3 separate regions of the Hordeum vulgare genome follow, and all the other regions are linked to region 1. A link is a contact called in public Hi-C and HiChIP or PLAC-seq data. All regions are on one chromosome and are shown on one strand. The core of a region is the stretch at or near the end of the contact, and the rest is flanking DNA. Distances in the headings are between cores, read along the strand shown. Region 1 holds the start of LOC123425913 (formin-like protein 3). Region 2 holds the start of LOC123425909 (ATP synthase subunit gamma, chloroplastic). Region 3 holds the start of LOC123425915 (autophagy-related protein 8A).

Region 1 (3,228 bases), core at 276-2,775:
CGTCGCCCTGCTCCGCGATGTTTCCTCTCATTCGCTGCCTTCCATTGCTGGCCCAAGGTAAGGCAACCTCTCCCCCTTCTATTTTTCACAGATTCTGAGCACTTCCTCTGATACGGTTTCTAAATCATTGAACCCTAGGTGTTGTGTGGAATTTACATGGGGATTTGAGTGTGGGATGTACATGAATAGTACTTAGTTAGCAAATTCAGGGTAGCATATGAAGGTGTAATTGAGACCTTACACACAAGAATCAGTGGCCACATGTGGATACATGCTTTGTGTTGCGTCCACCAATTCCAATAGGCAAGAAAAAAGGTGTTGGAAGAACAAGAAAACAGAGGATAAAGAGTTGGTAGGAAGGTGGATCGAGGAAGGGATCATTGAATAAATGCAAAAAATGCGGGGAGGTAGGACATAGAGAAGCTGGATGTCCTAAAAATGGAACAAAGAAAAGGTACAAACTAGTACTTGTTGTTTTCTATTTATAATACCATGGTTCTTTTACATAAAAATAGTTCTAATTGGCTTTTTTGTAGGAAAAGTAGGGGGAAAAGAATCCATGTCCATGGTTGTTTCAGTTAGCAATGTTGTTTCATCTACACCAACCAAGAGCAAGAATGATGCCACTTGTAACAATCCTGGAGCTGTCACAAGAAGCCAAGCTGCAGCTTAAGCTAGTCCTGGACCTGTCACAAGGAGCCAAGCTGCTACTCCGCCACCAAAATCTCCAACAAAAGGAAAGAAGAAGAACATGACTCCTAAGAGGAAGAAATTAAGCGACCTGTGAACTTGCCCGTGGTTATGATGAACTCGTATGTGAGTGGAGACTCACTTTTATTTTCTATATGTGAGGTGCAAACTCACTTTTATTTGCTCTGTATGTGAGGTAGAGAATCACTTCTATTTGCTATGTATGTGAGGTAGAGACTCACTTTTTTTTGTCATGAAGTCATGTAAAACATGGTTGAACTTATTATCTATGTTATCATTGAATTGATGTAAGATTGTTATTCCAAGTCTGTTTGTGTTAAAAGCTATTGATTGTTGCAAAAAATCTGTACAGAGTTGGGTCTTTTAAATTGAAGGGTATTTTGGTCTATTTCTATTTCTATTTGATAGTTATATGCTAACATACTCTCCCTGTTTCAAAATTCTTGTCTTAATTATTTTAGATATGAATGTATCTAGTTATGTTTTTATATTTAGAATTTTGAGACAGAGAAAATACTTGTTAATTACTTCCTCCGTCCTAAAATTATTGTCTTAGGTTTGTTTAGAAATGAATGTATTTAAATACTAAAATGTGACTAAATACATTTATATCTAGACAAATCTAAAACAAGAATTTTGGGACGGAGGAAGTATGTCAAAAAGGTATCAGCAAGAGTTAGACAAGACTGAAGGGTTTAGAGGAAAGCTATCAATTCTCTCCGCGTTGATTAATTAATTATTAATTCGGAGAAAAGGATAAAATAAAAAGTTGCGGGGCAAAATTTTACCACTCCACTGCCAACAAAAAGCTCCACTGGCGTTGTCTGCAATGGCGTCTCGGCCTTTCCCACGGGAGCCCTCTTGCTCTCAGACTCCTAGCTCTAGCTCTCTCTTCGCCTCCGTGCAAATGGGCTCCTCGCCTGCGTCTTCGCCTTCGCCTTCGCCTTCGCCGCCGATGCCCATGATAGGGAGGGCCGGCAACCTCACCGTCTTCATCACGCCGCCGTCGCCGGCCAGCAACCCGCGCTCCTCGCGCCCGTCCGGCTCCCCAACGCCGGACTTCTCCACCCCTACCTCCCGCACGGGCACGGCACCGCCTCCGCTGCAGAAGAGCGCTAGCCCGCCCGCGCCGCCGGTCAAGTTCTCGCCCCCCGCACCGCCCGTGAAGGTGTCCCCGCCTCCTGTGCAGGTGCCCCCGCCGCAGTACGGCAAGGCTTCTGCGGGGGGCAAGCACGACGGATCGGCGTTCGGCTTCTTATGGGACGCCGTCGCGCGCGTGCAGGAAGGTGATGGGGAAAAACATTTTCGTCAATTGAACTGCATCTCAGTTTTCTCTTCACATTTCCTGGATTGCGGGTTCTGATGCGCGGGATTCTTCCGGGTTGCCGCAGCGCACGCGAGCCTGGACGAGTACGTCGCCAACTGGTTCGGATTGGATCAGTCTAAGTACCAGTGGGCTCTCAACGACTACTACGACACCACCGGCAAGGTTTGCTTTTCGATCTCTCCTCTGCAGTTTCCCTCTAACTTCGAGGAATCGGATTCCATCCGTGTCCTCTTGCTTGTCATTTTCATTCTTGTTCTTACTTGGATCTGCGACTGCATGTGAGAACAATTTGAGATTAAAGTTTCATATTAATTTTGCACTCTTTACAATTATGATGAAGATTTGGTGGGTGAATTGCATCTGTGGTTGACGCTGCCGTTGTTATTCATTGAGGTTCAAGTGTTGATTAGGTAGTTGTGGTGCCTAATGCATACTGCAAAACTAAAGTCAATCTCATCTTGGAGTAGTATCTATCTATAAAGCTGGAAAAGGAAGATAGGAACACAAGGCAAGAATAGATGCCCAATCACACCTTTTAGCTCCTATAGGAATGACGAAGAAATTTCCTGGGCACAAAATGTGCACTAGGCTTGACATATCCTCTAGAGTAGCATACTTTGAAGCTTTTGTAAAGTTGTTCCCTTGTTCTAGCTTTGAGTGCACCGGCTGTTTTAATTTATTATGCCTCTCAACATACTTATGGCTGCCTTATGTTTATTCTAGACAATCATGGCTAGCAAGCAGGTAAAATGACGAAGTTTGTCTTTGCTGTTATGTTATTTGCATCATTCAATTGCTCATGTCAATAATCTCATTGCACCCTTTAACCTTCAACATATGTTCAAACGCTGGAGTGGTAGGAGGTGTTACTTACAGAGTTACAGTTCAAAATAGATGTCTTTGATTAGTGTATCTATACTTAGGTCATTTCATAATGTGGACTACATATATTGCATAATTTCGCATTCATAGTAAGTACGATTTAGGGATGAAGGTAGTTGGCGTTCAAATTTGCAATGGCCAGAGTATTTCTAATTGTAGGAGATGTCATCATGTTACAATGCTGATATAGCGAATTGGTAGAAGCACCGGGTCACTACAAATATAATATTCAGTAAGGATTTGTTGAACCTTTTACCATGGAGATAGTGTTACTATGCCCTCCAGGTCAAAAGGGTAACTCGTATTGT
Region 2 (3,228 bases), core at 413-2,912, 870 kb before region 1:
AGAGGGGTAAGAGAAAGTGTTTTTTATTTTTATTTTTTTATGAGTGGGTCCCACATGTAAGTGACACATGGAGGCAGGGGCAAATTGTCCAGGAAACGTCCGGTAGACGGTCAGAGGCCTTTGACTGGACGGAAACGGCATGGAAGGGCATTTCTGTAAGGTCACATAACAGCAGAAGGGCAAATTTGAGCATGCTTTAAAATTAGGGGCAAATCTAAGTAGTAGGGCCTAAGATCAGGCCGAAAGGCGTAGTCGATGGACAACAGGTCAATATTCCTGTACTACGTGGGTTCGAGTTAGGGACACAAATGTAAAAGACCCTATTTTTTTCCTGATTAAAAATGTATTGGTTCTTAGCGGTAGATCTGTGTTACCGATACATTCATTTCGTTGCAGACTGTGAAGTCATACTACGGTGGTAGGGATGTGACTCCCGAAGACCTGGAGATGGCATTACTGGTAGGTATGAGCCCCCAAGAGCGAAGGAGGCTTGAAAAGAAAAAAGGGTATCCTCATTCTTTTAGAGCCCAGACTGAAAACATTGTAAGAAAGAGCAGCAACAAGGCCATCTTAGAAGACATGGCGCATGATTCAGAAAATAGGCATGCTTTATCAGAGCAAGTTTCAGAAGATGGGAATGGGAGCAGTGGTCAACAAGATGCTGACGGGACTGGGTGTAATATCCAGGCCGAAGAATTAACTGTGATCCAGAGTGCAAGTTTGTCAGCCAGTATAGATGATTCCACTTGTGACCCTAACACGGAGAAGCTTGGGTCAGATGGCATGCAGCGACCAAGTGGTACTCAGGAAAATGGCCATCTCGACGAGGATCCAGCCAGCAGTGACAATTCTAGCCAAACTATTTCCAAAAATGCTGACAAGAAGATATCACTTCTAGGACACGGGCACCATGGTAAACAAGTCGTCGAGCTTTTGCTGACCAACGGTGGGGAGGAGGCTGTTCACCAGTTTTGCCAAAGATGGAGGCATGTTTTTGTCGAAGCGGTTCACCCCCGTTATCTCCCTTCTGGTTGGAATATAAAGCACAGGTAAAAAAGGATCACCTTTTGCTGCTTGGTTGGTTAATTGCTCAACACATGAAACTTGTTTGTGCTTGGAATGGCCGCCCTACCTGTACCAGTGGCCTTAGAAGTTCGATCGCTCTCTCTCCCTCTCCCTCTCTCTGTGAATCGTGATGCTCTTTCCTCCAATTTTTTTTTTTCATTTGAAATCAAGATATTCATTTACCGAGAATTTTCTTTGCAGTGGAAGAAGGGATTTCGGCGACTTCAGTGTGTACAAACCTTCCAGCCAAGAGCCTCAGCCTGCTGACTGATTAGGAGGATCAGTGCTTTTCCTTTATAAAGTTGTTTGCATTTCATCATCAAGCCTATATATGCTTGTATCACCGGATAATATCGGTATGCTGCACCTGGCCTTTTTCCAACTGTGGAATTTTACAAGATTTTTGTATGAAAAAGAAAATTCGAATTTTGATTCACTTGGGGTAAGTATCTACTGTAGTATATCCGCAGTGTATCCACTCCTGTCCTCTCCCATAGAGAAGTTCCCTTCTCGCTGTAGTTTTATGAGTTTTATTTATTTGGCAAGGCAAAAAATAATAATATGAATAGAGAAATGGAAGCAGGCAAGGTGCAGGGTAGGCGGCCAGGGCGCGCCACATGATCCGTGGCAATCTCGCAGTGACTAGCCCTCCACCACTCAGCCCGGCTTGAAAACCCCACCTGCTCACTTCTCCACCCAAACCCAATCCAAAATCTTTCCCTCCCTCCCATCCTTTCTCCTTTCTCCGCCTCCGCCTCCGCCTCCGCCTCTGCGGCCGCCGGTGACGCGCCAGCCGCTAGCCAGCCATGTCGTGCTCCCACCTCTCCACCGCGTGGTCCTCATCCGCGCTTGCCAGCACTTCCACCCGCCGCCGCGCCTCCACCGGCAGCAGCCTGGTGGTGCGGTGCTCCCTCCGGGACCTCCGCAACCGCATCGACTCTGTCCGCAACACGCAGAAGATCACGGAGGCGATGAAGCTGGTGGCCGCCGCCAAGGTCCGTCGCGCGCAGGAGGCCGTGGTCTCCTCCCGCCCCTTCTCGGAGGCTCTGGTGGAGGTGCTCTACAACATGAACCAGGAGATCCAGTCGGAGGACATCGACCTGCCCCTCACCCGCCAGCGCGCCGTCAAGCGCGTCGCGATCGTCGTCCTCACCGGCGAGCGTGGCCTATGCGGCGCCTTCAACAACAACGTGCTCAAGAAGGCCGAGGCCCGCATGGAGGACCTCAGGCAGCTGGGCGTCGAGTACAAAGTCATCAGCGTTGGCAAGAAGGGCAACGCCTACTTCCAGCGCCGCGACTACATCCCCACCGAGCGCTTCCTCGAGCTCGCCGGCATCCCCACCGTCAAGGACTCGCAGGCCATTTGCGACCTTATCTACTCCCTCTTTGTCGCCGAGGAGGTCGACAAGGTGGAGCTCGTTTACTCCAAGTTCGTCAACCTCGTCCGCTCCGACCCCATCATCCAGACGCTGCTGCCCATGTCCCCTAAGGGCGAGATCTGCGACGTCAACGGCATCTGTGTCGACGCCACCGAGGACGAGCTCTTCAAGCTCACCACCAAGGAAGGCAAGCTCACCGTGGAGCGCGAGAAGATCAAGATCGAGATGCAGCCCTTCTCCCCCGTCGTCCAGTTCGAGCAGGACCCCGTCCAGATCCTCGACGCTCTCCTCCCGCTCTACCTCAACAGCCAGATCCTGCGTGCCCTCCAGGAGTCGCTCGCTAGCGAGCTCGCAGCCAGGATGAGCGCCATGAGCAGCGCCACAGACAATGCCATCGATCTCCGAAAAAATCTCTCCATGGTCTACAATCGCCGACGCCAGGCCAAGATCACCGGAGAGATCCTTGAGATCGTCGCTGGCGCCGACGCCCTGTCCGGCTGATTCCTCCCTGGGCTGAGCTGCCACTGTTATATATAACTCTTTGCCTCCTTTTCTCCTCTCTTCTAGTACTTATCTTGCTTGGTCTGTGTCTGTGTTTGTAATAATTTCTCATAGCACAAAAAAGGATGTCTGTTCTATCGCCCGGTGCGAGATACATAAGATTTCAGTTCGGAGATGCCAAATGTATAATCAGAGTAATTTATCTATGCAGTCCCGCCTCCATCCATATGCCAACTACCCGTGCGTCGCCACCAGACAATAAAACATACTCCCTCCTAACCAT
Region 3 (3,228 bases), core at 305-2,804, 710 kb after region 1:
AACATGTGGATCCAAATCAGCCCCTTATGAAGCAATGCATGTATTGGTGTTTAAGCTTCTGTCACTCTCGCAACCCATCATCTATTTGGTACTCCACAGTGTCTTTCCTTAGACCCATAACATGGTTAAGTGTCGTGTAGTCGATCTTCACACGACAACACTAAGAGAAGCAACAACATACACATTATCAAAATATTAAACGAATATCAACTTCACATAATTACTTATAACAAAACTTCTCACATGTCCTCAGGAACAATATCAACTACTCACACCTCATCAACATGTTTAAGATCAGAGGATATAATAATGGTGATCAAGGATCTGAAGTTAATATCTTCCATCAAATAATCAAACAAACATCAAATAGTCGATGTTCGCAAGGCTTCATTTTTATGTGTCTTTTGAGTGTCGTTAGGGTTTATATTATGTTCAGAAAGCCGAGGCGACGGTGGCTCTCGAAGGATGAAAAGATTCATTCCACTTGGCTTCATCCATGTGTTGTTTCTAGTATCGTCGAAAAGAGTGCGAAGATATATTTCTAACGGATCTTGTGTGTTTTGATGAGGTTTCTTTTTAATGATCCGCTTGTAACCGATATTGGTTCGGTTGCCTAATATATAAAAAATTCTCCGTCTAGTGACAACGGTTTGATGAGTTAGAAAATCAAACGGTTTGGTGAGTTAGGCTAGAAGTACAAAAGTAGTTCGTTTTGAACAAAGCAATAAAGTTAACGAGGTTGCCTAAGGCTGGTCATAGTGAGGAGTATCATATAGTAGTATCATGCATATGGTACTATTGTATGATATTACTTTCATAGTGCATATTATCATAAAGTAGTATCATAGATGACCTTATTTATTGACATGCATGACACATAGGGGGTGTTTGTTTCAAGGGACTTTTTGATGTAGGGACTAAAAAAGTCCCAAAAAGTCCCATGTGAAACAAACAGGAGGGTCTTTTAGGGACTAAAAGGGGGTATTTGGGACTATTTGGAGAAGTCCCTATGGGAGGGTCTTTTTGGGACTTTTTGTCACTTTTTCCAACAATGCCCCTATTTTTAGCATGTCATTTAATAACTACTAATACATCACTAAGGGTAACATGGTCTTTTTACATGTCATTTAATAACCTCTAGTCCTTATTTAGTTTCTAAAAACAAACGGGTAGGGACTAGGGACTTTTAAGTTGGGACTAAAAAAAGTCCCGGAACTTCTGAAACAAACAGGGCCATAGTAGCATAACATTTAACATGTTACGGTATGTTACTCTAATCCTCTCTTTCTTTTTTAATTGTCTGTCACATCAGCATGTTTGCTAGTCCCAAGTACTACCTTAATTACTCTCACTATGGCCAGCCTAAAACAATTACTAGTTAACGAAGAGCACGCGTTACGGAATTGAATACAAATTGAGTTTGAATCCTCTGCACAAAACGAACCGTCACAACCGTGCGAGTTGTGTACACACAATACAATACAGCTAGAACCCGAGGGGCACGGCATAAGATTCCCCACAGGGAAGGCCCTCTTAAATAGCCGCGACACGCCTCCACCACCAAACCCTACCCCGCGACTTCCTTCCGGTTGCTTCCGCCGAGCGACTTTCAATCCAGTCTCCCCCCTCGATTCCGCCACCCCGATCGCCTCGATCAATCTCGTCCCCGGCAGCGCCATCCCATCGGTGAGCCCCTCCATCCTTTTTCCCCAAAAGATCCGCCCAGAGTTCGGAGAATTTGGGTTTTCTTATCGCTTTCATCATCCGCTCTGGGATCGATTTGATCGGTGGATTGTTTCTCGATCGATCGCAGGTTGGAGATGGCCAAGACTTGCTTCAAGACCGAGCACCCCCTGGGTTTGTTTCTCTTGCCCCTCTGGCTGTTAATTTCTTTCAGTTTACGCTCTGTTTTGCTTTTTCGTCCGATCGATAATATAGGAGTACTCATATACGAGAGTTTGGTATTTCACTGATTGAAACCTGTGGACCAGTTGTTTGACACCAAAGTAATTTAGACTTTCTTTTACGTGACGTGATAACTTGGTTATAGTTGATTGCTTCCGTGCTCCGGCGTGCTAATTTGTGTATTCCGGACGTTCTTTCCTGTCCCATATGCTGTTGGCAGATATTGTCGGTGTGTTTCAGATTGGTGTTTTATTGAACCACCATGTAGACTAGTATTATTAGTCCGTATATGTTACATCTGTCAAAATGATTAAAATCAGTAGGAAGACTCAGTTCATCAATCCAGTACTGTCTGTTTTTTGTGATTGAGTTGTATTCTAATTGAATGGTGCTGCAAAGATAGATTTCATGGTCTTGATATTAAGTCGTTTATCCATCTTGCATTAGAATTTACACTCTGTTCAGTCTATAAAAATAGACTGTTCCATATAATGATGACTGCCTGATATATTCTACTTTTAAGGTTTTTTTTGTCCGTGTGCTATTCGTATTATATCTTAATAATAATTCATATTGCCGAATGACTTTGTTAGATCATATTCATAAGATACTGTTTTACTCAGTTAAGTAACCAACAATGATGTGATACTTTGGCGTACAATTTCTGTTGTACTACTGTTCTGTCTTATTGGTGCGATTGAATGTATTGTTTGGCTTCTCCTATGGATTGCCAGGATTGCCAAGATTATTCCCCTGTAAAAGAAATATTTTATAAAATGGTCTCATATAGTATTGATTGTTCCCCTGTAAAAGAAATATTTTACAAAATGGTCTCATATAGTATTTCTTTTTTTAATATGATGTACTATCTTCCCTGGAGGGTATAATATGTTCTGCTTTTCACTGGTTGATGCATATGAGATCTTGGTTCAAGCTTCAATTGTTTTTTCCATTGGCAAGTTATTTTCATCTTATGTTATTAAAATTACCTTTTTATAGAGAGGAGGCAAGCTGAATCTGCCAGGATCCGTGAGAAGTACGCTGATAGAATTCCGGTAAATATATCTCTGGACTTATCTTTTACATATGTAGGTTGTCCACATTCATCTCTCCTAATAGAGCTCTTTGATCAATTATTTCAGGTGATTGTTGAGAAGGCTGATAAGTCTGATGTCCCGGAAATTGATAAGAAGAAGTAAGATATCCATCTTCATCACTTCTGTGTTCTGATGCCAGATGTGCAGTTCTTCTCATTGTTTTCTGGGGTTTAGCTCTGCTCTCAGCTGCAATCTCTCTTTCAACATGCCAATGTTTCATTTTCAG

What was found. Hi-C and Micro-C count contacts between places; a contact is called where the count stands out from the background. HiChIP or PLAC-seq counts read pairs in DNA pulled down with a chosen protein or histone mark.
Region 2: a contact with region 1 is called in a Hi-C map of leaf, with 4 times the contacts expected there. The contact joins the promoter of LOC123425909 here to the promoter of LOC123425913 in region 1. A contact is called at or near these places in 1 of 6 Hi-C or Micro-C datasets (leaf) and 1 of 1 datasets of contacts at active chromatin or transcription factors (embryo).
Region 3: a contact with region 1 is called in an H3K4me3 HiChIP or PLAC-seq map of embryo, with 6 times the contacts expected there. The contact joins the promoter of LOC123425915 here to the promoter of LOC123425913 in region 1. A contact is called at or near these places in 1 of 6 Hi-C or Micro-C datasets (seedling) and 1 of 1 datasets of contacts at active chromatin or transcription factors (embryo).

The regions. Positions count from the first base shown.
Region 1 is chr2H:218,125,490-218,128,717 of MorexV3_pseudomolecules_assembly, forward strand. LOC123425913 (formin-like protein 3) reads left to right here and starts at 1,526. Exons shown (of 4, transcript XM_045109677.1): 1 at 1,526-1,997; 2 at 2,103-2,200. The coding sequence starts at 1,541.
Region 2 is chr2H:217,260,280-217,263,507 of MorexV3_pseudomolecules_assembly, forward strand. It overlaps LOC123425909 (ATP synthase subunit gamma, chloroplastic), which reads left to right and starts at 1,663. Exons shown (of 1, transcript XM_045109675.1): 1 at 1,663-3,151. The coding sequence starts at 1,872. The coding sequence ends at 2,945. LOC123425908 (protein RRP6-like 3) reads left to right here. Exons shown (of 12, transcript XM_045109673.1): 11 at 397-1,049; 12 at 1,267-1,526. The coding sequence ends at 1,336.
Region 3 is chr2H:218,838,876-218,842,103 of MorexV3_pseudomolecules_assembly, forward strand. LOC123425915 (autophagy-related protein 8A) reads left to right here and starts at 1,555. Exons shown (of 6, transcript XM_045109678.1): 1 at 1,555-1,686; 2 at 1,814-1,857; 3 at 2,905-2,960; 4 at 3,048-3,100. The coding sequence starts at 1,821.